Linked DNA regions of Sus scrofa: region 2 is linked to region 1. A link is a contact called in public HiChIP or PLAC-seq data. All regions are on one chromosome and are shown on one strand. The core of a region is the stretch at or near the end of the contact, and the rest is flanking DNA. Distances in the headings are between cores, read along the strand shown. Region 1 has its middle 120 kb from the start of JUN. Region 2 has its middle 13 kb from the start of JUN.

The links. HiChIP or PLAC-seq counts read pairs in DNA pulled down with a chosen protein or histone mark.
Region 2: an H3K27ac HiChIP or PLAC-seq map of alveolar macrophages shows a contact between it and region 1. The contact joins two enhancer-like sites.

The regions. Positions count from the first base shown.
Region 1 is chr6:153,561,067-153,564,584 of Sscrofa11.1, reverse strand. No RefSeq gene overlaps it. Among named protein-coding and RNA genes, the nearest start is that of JUN, 120 kb to the left of the region's middle. Within about 2 kb of position 2,159, at least 76 of the 83 cell types and tissues checked have an H3K27ac peak or open chromatin away from gene starts, as enhancers often do. A contact at or near this core is called in alveolar macrophages, where this site is marked.
Region 2 is chr6:153,697,460-153,700,954 of Sscrofa11.1, reverse strand. No RefSeq gene overlaps it. Among named protein-coding and RNA genes, the nearest start is that of JUN, 13 kb to the right of the region's middle. Within about 2 kb of position 1,529, at least 9 of the 83 cell types and tissues checked have an H3K27ac peak or open chromatin away from gene starts, as enhancers often do. A contact at or near this core is called in alveolar macrophages, where this site is marked.

The DNA of each region.
Region 1 (3,518 bases), core at 910-3,409:
AGGGCCCTGTTTATAATTCCCACCACTCTGTGAGGCAGGTACTTCTGTTTGGACCACTTTACCAAAGAGGAAACCCGGGCACATAGAGATCTTGCCTGTGTGCCTAGGATCACACAGTAACTGGCCCATGATAACTCCAGATGGCTAGTAAGGAATCTAGTTGGAATTCAACCCCAGGCAGTCTTGCTTCTGAGCCCATACTCTCAGCCACTCTGCTCTGAGTGTTCAGGGGTGCATGGCAGGTAAGGAGACTGGCCACATAAGTAGGAATTAGGTCCAAAAGGTCTTCTTTTCTTCATAAGGCCTTAGATGTTCGTGATCTAAGGGTCCTGGACTTTATGGAATCCGTAAAAGTAATAATGCCATTGTACATTATATGTGTATGTAGGTGTTTTTATGAGTGCAGGTGTGTGTGTGTGTGTCAGAGAGGGCCATCCAACTTTCTGTATAACGAGGCCATAAAGAGAAATGGTGCATCAACTTTCTTTGCCTTTGACTGGAACTCTATCTGGTCGCTGTGAGGCTTCTGGGTGTCATGTTCAGTGACATTCTCTTGGCTTCAGGGCCAAGTATCTGAATTCTCATTCCCTGTCTACATCCCACACCAGACTGGAGAGCCCCTGAGGACAGAGCTCCCATACTGTCCCCCAGTACGCAGCACAGTGCCTGGCACAAGCAGTTGCTTAGCAAATAAATTTGTTGAATGAACGACTATTTGTTGGATGAACTCTGGGTCTTTGGTTAATAATTTATGTAGAAAGCAAATAAATTAATTGCGAGTTAACCAATCTAGTTTGGTCAATAAAATCTTTCCCACTGTGCAATCAATGGGGTAGGAGGGAAGAACATAAGGGTCTTTTGAAGAGGAACAATGTTGGGATTATTGGTCTAGATCAGTGGTTTTAAAAAGAAAGCAAAGCTGTACTTTTAAAACACTTGCCACCAGGGGTTTTGATTCAGTGGATCTGAGATGGAGTGAGCTTCCCAGGTGATTCTGAGATGACCAAGTCAGTAGTACCTGGCTCTGGCAAGTACGGGTCCCTTTCTGTCCTAATTTTTCCTTTTTTGTCCCCATCTCACTCAGCTTGTGCTTGACACTTTGAGTAATGGGAGCTTACCACCTCACAAGGCAGGCTGCCCAACCCAACAGCCATACTGATAATAAGCACACCAGTACAGTGACCATATGTAGAGGTTTTTTTGTTTGTTTTTGTTTTTTTTTTTGTCTTTCTAGGGCTGCACCCATGGCATATGGAGGTTCCCAAGCTAGGGGTTGAATCTGAGCTACAGCTGCCAGCCTATGCCACTGTCACAGCAACGCCAGATCCGAGCTGCGCTGCTACCTACACCCCAGCTCACTGCAACCCAGAATCCTTAACCCACTAAGGCCAGGGATCAAACCTGTGTTCTCATGGATGCTAGTCAGATTCGTATCCACTGAGCCATGAGGGGAACTCCTTCTTTTGGATCAGAGGTACTAAGGTACAGATGCTACTGATTCTGGCGGCTAGGTATTATTTACCCCCATTTTATAGTGAAAGAAAGCCAAACTCCTGAGGTTTAGTGGTGCATTCAATGTCTCAGAGGGTGCAGGGCTGGGCCAGGATTCCAGCCACCCCTGGTGGCTGGTTAGCCCACGTGCTTCCCCCCGGGCCTGGAGCAGGTCCCGGGGTGGGGGCGGGGTGACTCCTGGGAGGAGGGGAGGGATCCCGGTCGCCACGTCGCCGGCCCTGCCTGGCTGCACACCGCGCTCCGCCCAGCCCTCGCGGGCCTCCCCATAGAAGGTAAACCCAGGCAGGATCCCATGAGAGCTGGCGGGGCCTGGCGCCCCGCTGGTTTCAGTTTCTGAAGAGCCCAGCCCTGAGCAAACACGGGCTGGGAGGAGGGTTCTGGAAGCCTTCCCAACAGATAGCAGATTAACTCGCTGCTGCCTGGGAGCCACCCACGTGGGGACGGGCTGGGTCACCAGCAAGCGGCCTCCCTGGCAGGCAGACAGTCCCTGCGGGGGGCCGGTCGCCCCTGGCTGCCCAGAGCCACCCGAAGCCGGAGAAGGCACACGCTGACCCGCCAAGACGACCTCGGTGCCAGTTCCAGTCCGGCTCTGGCCGGGACCTCCAGGCTGGGTGACAAGGCTGAGGGACGGCCCCAACCCCACCCTCCAAATAAGGACAGATCTTCCTGCTTCAGCCTGCCTCTCCAGGGCGTTCCTGTTCCAACGTGTACGCAGAACGCTTAGAATGTTTGTTTTCTTTCTGAGAAAGAGGCTGAGGGACATGGCCAAGGCCGGCGTGAACTCCAAACCCAGGGCATTCTCTGTCGGACATTTTTCGGGCCAGACAGACTCGGGTCTGAATACTAGTTCTGCCACTTCCTATCCAGGAGACCTTCGTGTAAATTTCTTCATCTCTCTGAGCCTTATTATTCTCATCTCTAAAATGGGGATAATGCTACCTATCTCTAAGATAGGTTCTGTGGAGTCGATTAGATAGATACAGATTATACATATTAAGTATTTAGTGCCCTCAATCAATGCCAATTAACATTATTATTAATTATATTGTTACTACAAATGACTAATAATGACACTTAGGATTATTATTACTAATGCAACTGGGAGCATGGGTGTAAAAAAAATGGGCTCAATTAAAATTTTTTACTGAGGGAAATAGTTTTATGAGAGGTAAATAAAGATTGGAATAACACTGGGTCGCGAGCACATGATCTCATTTAGTATTCAAACAGCTTCACAAGGCAGGTGTTATTATCCCCATTATACAGGTGAGGAAGCTGAGGCCCCTGGAAGTTAAGTAACTAGGCCATGTCACACACTGTTCATACCTGGTATCCTGGCCTCCGGAGCTCTGTGATGATATTCCCTAAGCCTTAGCTACCTCAAACTTCCCCACCTCAACAAAGGAAAACTCTGGAAATGATAAAAGTCACCTCCTTCAGGCTGCTTTCTTAATTCTCTCTCTCCTCCCCTAGTAGAACAAACGCTCCCTCTTTTGTTCTCCTGGTGCGGGTAGCATGTGACTACACACCCTTGTGGGCTGTCTCTCTTCTCCAGGGAGTGTGCTTCTCAGAGGCAGACACTGTACACTTTTTTGCATGTTGGGAAGGTCTGTACGCTGTTGTTGTTAAGTACAGACTTAGGAGCCCAACTGCCTGGGCTCAAACCCTGGCTCAAATCGTGGCTTTACTACTTGTTGGCTGTGGGCTTGAGTAAGAAACTTAAGTTCTCTCTGCCTCATGCCCCTTATCTGTAAAATGGAAATTAACACTAAAAACAGCCTCATGGGAGTTCCCTGGTGGCCTAGTGGTTAAGGATCTGGCCTTATCACTGGTTCAAGTCACTGCTGTGGCAAGGGTTTGACCCCTAGCCCAGAAAGTTTCCCATACTCTGGGCATGGCCCAAAAAAAAAAAAATGCGTCTTGTGTGGACTTGCTGTTGCATTGAATGGACATTTAGATCTAGATCAATATAGATCTAGATACCCTACTGTGAATCTCTTGAGTGA
Region 2 (3,495 bases), core at 280-2,779, 140 kb before region 1:
TATTGAAAATGGCTGCTTAGCATCTGGCTTCTATTTGGTCTTTGGCTAAAATAAAAAATTCAAAATTAATTCTCATCACTGGGTTTGTAGTATTTTCTGTTTTCTTTTTTGAGCACAGTGGGGGGAAAAAAAAGTGAGATGTGGCCGTAACACGGTATCTGAATCACTCAGCTTGGTGGGTTGGAATGACTTGCTCATAAGAAAAACTCGTGTATTCAACAGATGTTATGTTGCAGGGGCTCTGGTAGATTCTGGGAATGCAAAGAGAATTTTTTAGCACAGCCCTTACCTTAAAAGAGTGCCCAACCTAATGCTCTATATAAATAAATAAGATGCAAAATAATGTGATAAGACCATAGAGAGTCAGGAGTGTATTAGACACAGCAAGGACACAAATGAGAAGGCTGTCTTTTCCACCTGGAATGGTCCTGATTCCCATGTGAATGGGTCTTAGTGCTATCGTTGGTGGAATTTTTCAGAGATTGCTGAATACTGAATGCTGTGCTAAGTGTTTTCCGTAAATCAACCCTCTACACCCACTTCCCTACCACACTTTACAACTATTACATCTCTTCCAAGGATGAGTAGACTGATGTTCAGTGAAGGAACGAGACTTGCCTAAGGTCACACATGCGGTATTTTAATTCATTCCTGTCCATCTCTAGGACATCACCATTGTCCCCAGCATGCCAATCCGATCCCTCTGGTAAGACAGATGGGTTTATTTGCACAACCTCCACTGTCTAATCCAGGGAATATCTTGAGTCAAGCCCTCTGCAGCTCCATTCATTGCAGCTTGGGCTCCTTGGAAATTCCCAGCTCATCTTCAAGGCCCCCTACCTGCTGAGCCTTATTTTTCATTCTGAAATAAGAGCTGTCTTGTAAACAGTATCTGGCACTCACTTCCTGGACTCTGGCTGGTAGGGCAAGAACATTTCCAGCGCATATGCTTCTCTATTCTGAAAAAAAAAAATGTGTTTATACTTGGTCCTCTTGAAGGCAAATGACGCCCATACTTTTGTCCCTGCTGAATTTGTTGGCTGGTTTTTCTCATCCTTCACACCCTGAGAAGCAAGGAGCACTGTGCCCTCTGGCGCCATCTACTGGCACTGTTCAGAGACTACAGAGTCTTTGAAGGAAGCCCTGCAGAGGACCTGAAGTATTGAGTAATTAACTGAATGAATCCTGCTGCTCCCTTAGCAGACTCCTTTTTTTTTATAAAGACTGGAGGGTGACCGATGAGTAAATAGAATCGATGGCAAAGACTTTATATTGCTTTAAAGAGACCAGAGTCTCACTTTTGCTATGACATTCTTTCCTCTTCAATTCTTTCTTCCTTTAAACAATACTTTCTTATTCTATAGAGATCAGGGCACAGGGCACATGGCCGCACACCTGAGCAAACAGTGGAACTGACTGATTTGCTGGCATAATGAAAAACACTGGTTTTTGAGCTCCTTACTGTGATTCCACAATATGCACCGAATCCCACTTAAGACCCACCCAGGAAGTCTTCAAGGCAACGCTGTTCCAGGTCAGTGCCTGGCAAGGCTGCCACCTCTCTGAGCCTTTGCAAAGAAACAACCCATGTTTGGAGACCCAGGCCTGTCAGATCAAAACCAGGCCTGGCCTCCAGACCTGGAAACAAGTCACAACAGCGCACCCGACTCATCCATTTTCAAAATACAGCCTGTTCTCTTTACAAAATGGAGCAGAGCCCTCTCAGACGGGCGCTGGCTGCTATATTTAATATATTAGGGAGAATCCTGACTCCTTCCAGGTTTCTGCCGGTCTGTTTTAAATCCAAATGGCTTGGCCGAGTGTGGTTTTTAGTTATTTTTTCATTTGAAATGGAATTCAAAACAGCAGGGGCATAAAGCCCAGATAGGAATGGGAAAAAGAATAAAAAGGTCCCTGGAGTTCCCCATTCACCTTCCACATTAAGGAAAAGGAATATGCATTCACTGTAAACCGACTATCTGTCAAAATACCATGCGGGGAGGGTGAGACCGCTGAGCCGTCGGAATTTTGCAATATTTCTAATGCTTTTGGTTTTCTTTAGAGGCAGTTCAATTTGCAGCCAAATTCTGCTCCTGCCTCTTTCAGCCCTGGGGTCTTAGTCATATTCCATAATAGCTGAGTCTCGGGTTTCCTTACCTGGGAACAAGCCTGCCATAGCTACTTGACAGGGAAATGGTGAAGTTGAAAGAAGGTAAGAAGAGAAGGCGTGGGCACATCGCAAGAGCTTTCTAAACAGCTAATGTCCTGATCAGTCTTTAATAGCCAGGAAGTGGAGCTTCTGCCCTAAAAATGAAGTGTGTGACTTTCTGATAAAGCCTGGGTCCTCTTTGTTCACTGTCTTCTAGCCTCTCAGACTGTTGAAGACTTGGGGTTGGGGACTACATTGGGGACATGGTGCATTAACCATGTCGCTTCTGGATCCACGTCCCCATGGCTTCCTCCTTCTCTCACCTCCACTCTCGGAGGGAATGGTACATTCTAACTATACTGGTCTTCTAGTTACTGCTACCACATGCTCTCACCCAAGACACAAATTCTCTCCCTTCCAACCCCATGTGCTGGACTCATTCTTTTGGGTCTCAGTTTCAAGATCACTTCCTTGGGGAGGCCTCCTGTAGTGAGCAGCCTCAGGCCAGCCCTAGTCCACCCCTTCACTGAGGGCTCTGGTTGTGGCTTCCCATTGATACTGCTCATATGTCTTTGTAGCACTTTACAAAAGACTGGGCTTGTTAAAGCAATTGTGATTATCTGTTTAATCATTTGTTTGGTGTCTCCTTTTCTTTCTTTCTTTCACATTTTATGGCCACACCTGTGGTATATGGAAGTTCCTGGGCTGGGGATTGAATCTCAGCCACAGCTGTGGCAATGCCAGATCCTTTCACCCACTGCACGGGGCCATGGGCAGGAACCCTGTCCATTTTGTCCATGCTGCACGGATGGGTTCTGAGTCCTATTTACCTTAGTCTCTGATGTCCCCTCTCCCCGGAACACCATCTCCCATGTTTCTGTCAAAGTCCCACCCATCTCTTTTAAGAAGCAATTCCAGGAGTGCCCTTGGTGGCTCAGCAGTATCGAACCCAACTAGTATACACAAGGACGCGGGTTTGATTCCTGGCCTGATTCAGTGGGTTAAGGATTTGGCATTATCTTGAGCTGTGGTGTAGGTTGCAGACACAGCTCGGATCCCACATTGTTGTGGCTCTGGCATAGGCTGGCAGCTGCAGCTCCTATTTGACCCCTACCCTGGGAACTTCCATATGCTGCGAATGCAGCCCTAAAAAGACAAAAAAAAAAAAAAAAAAAAAGATGCAATTCCAAATCAGCTCCTCAGTGAAGCTATTGCTGAGCTCACTTAGGTGGGTTACTAGCTCCCAAAATACACTCTGTTTGCCTCTGTATGGCAATTATGTATTGAATGCCACTGACTTTTGATAGTAGCATCCATGTTTTCACAACTTCTCACCTCCAGTTCTT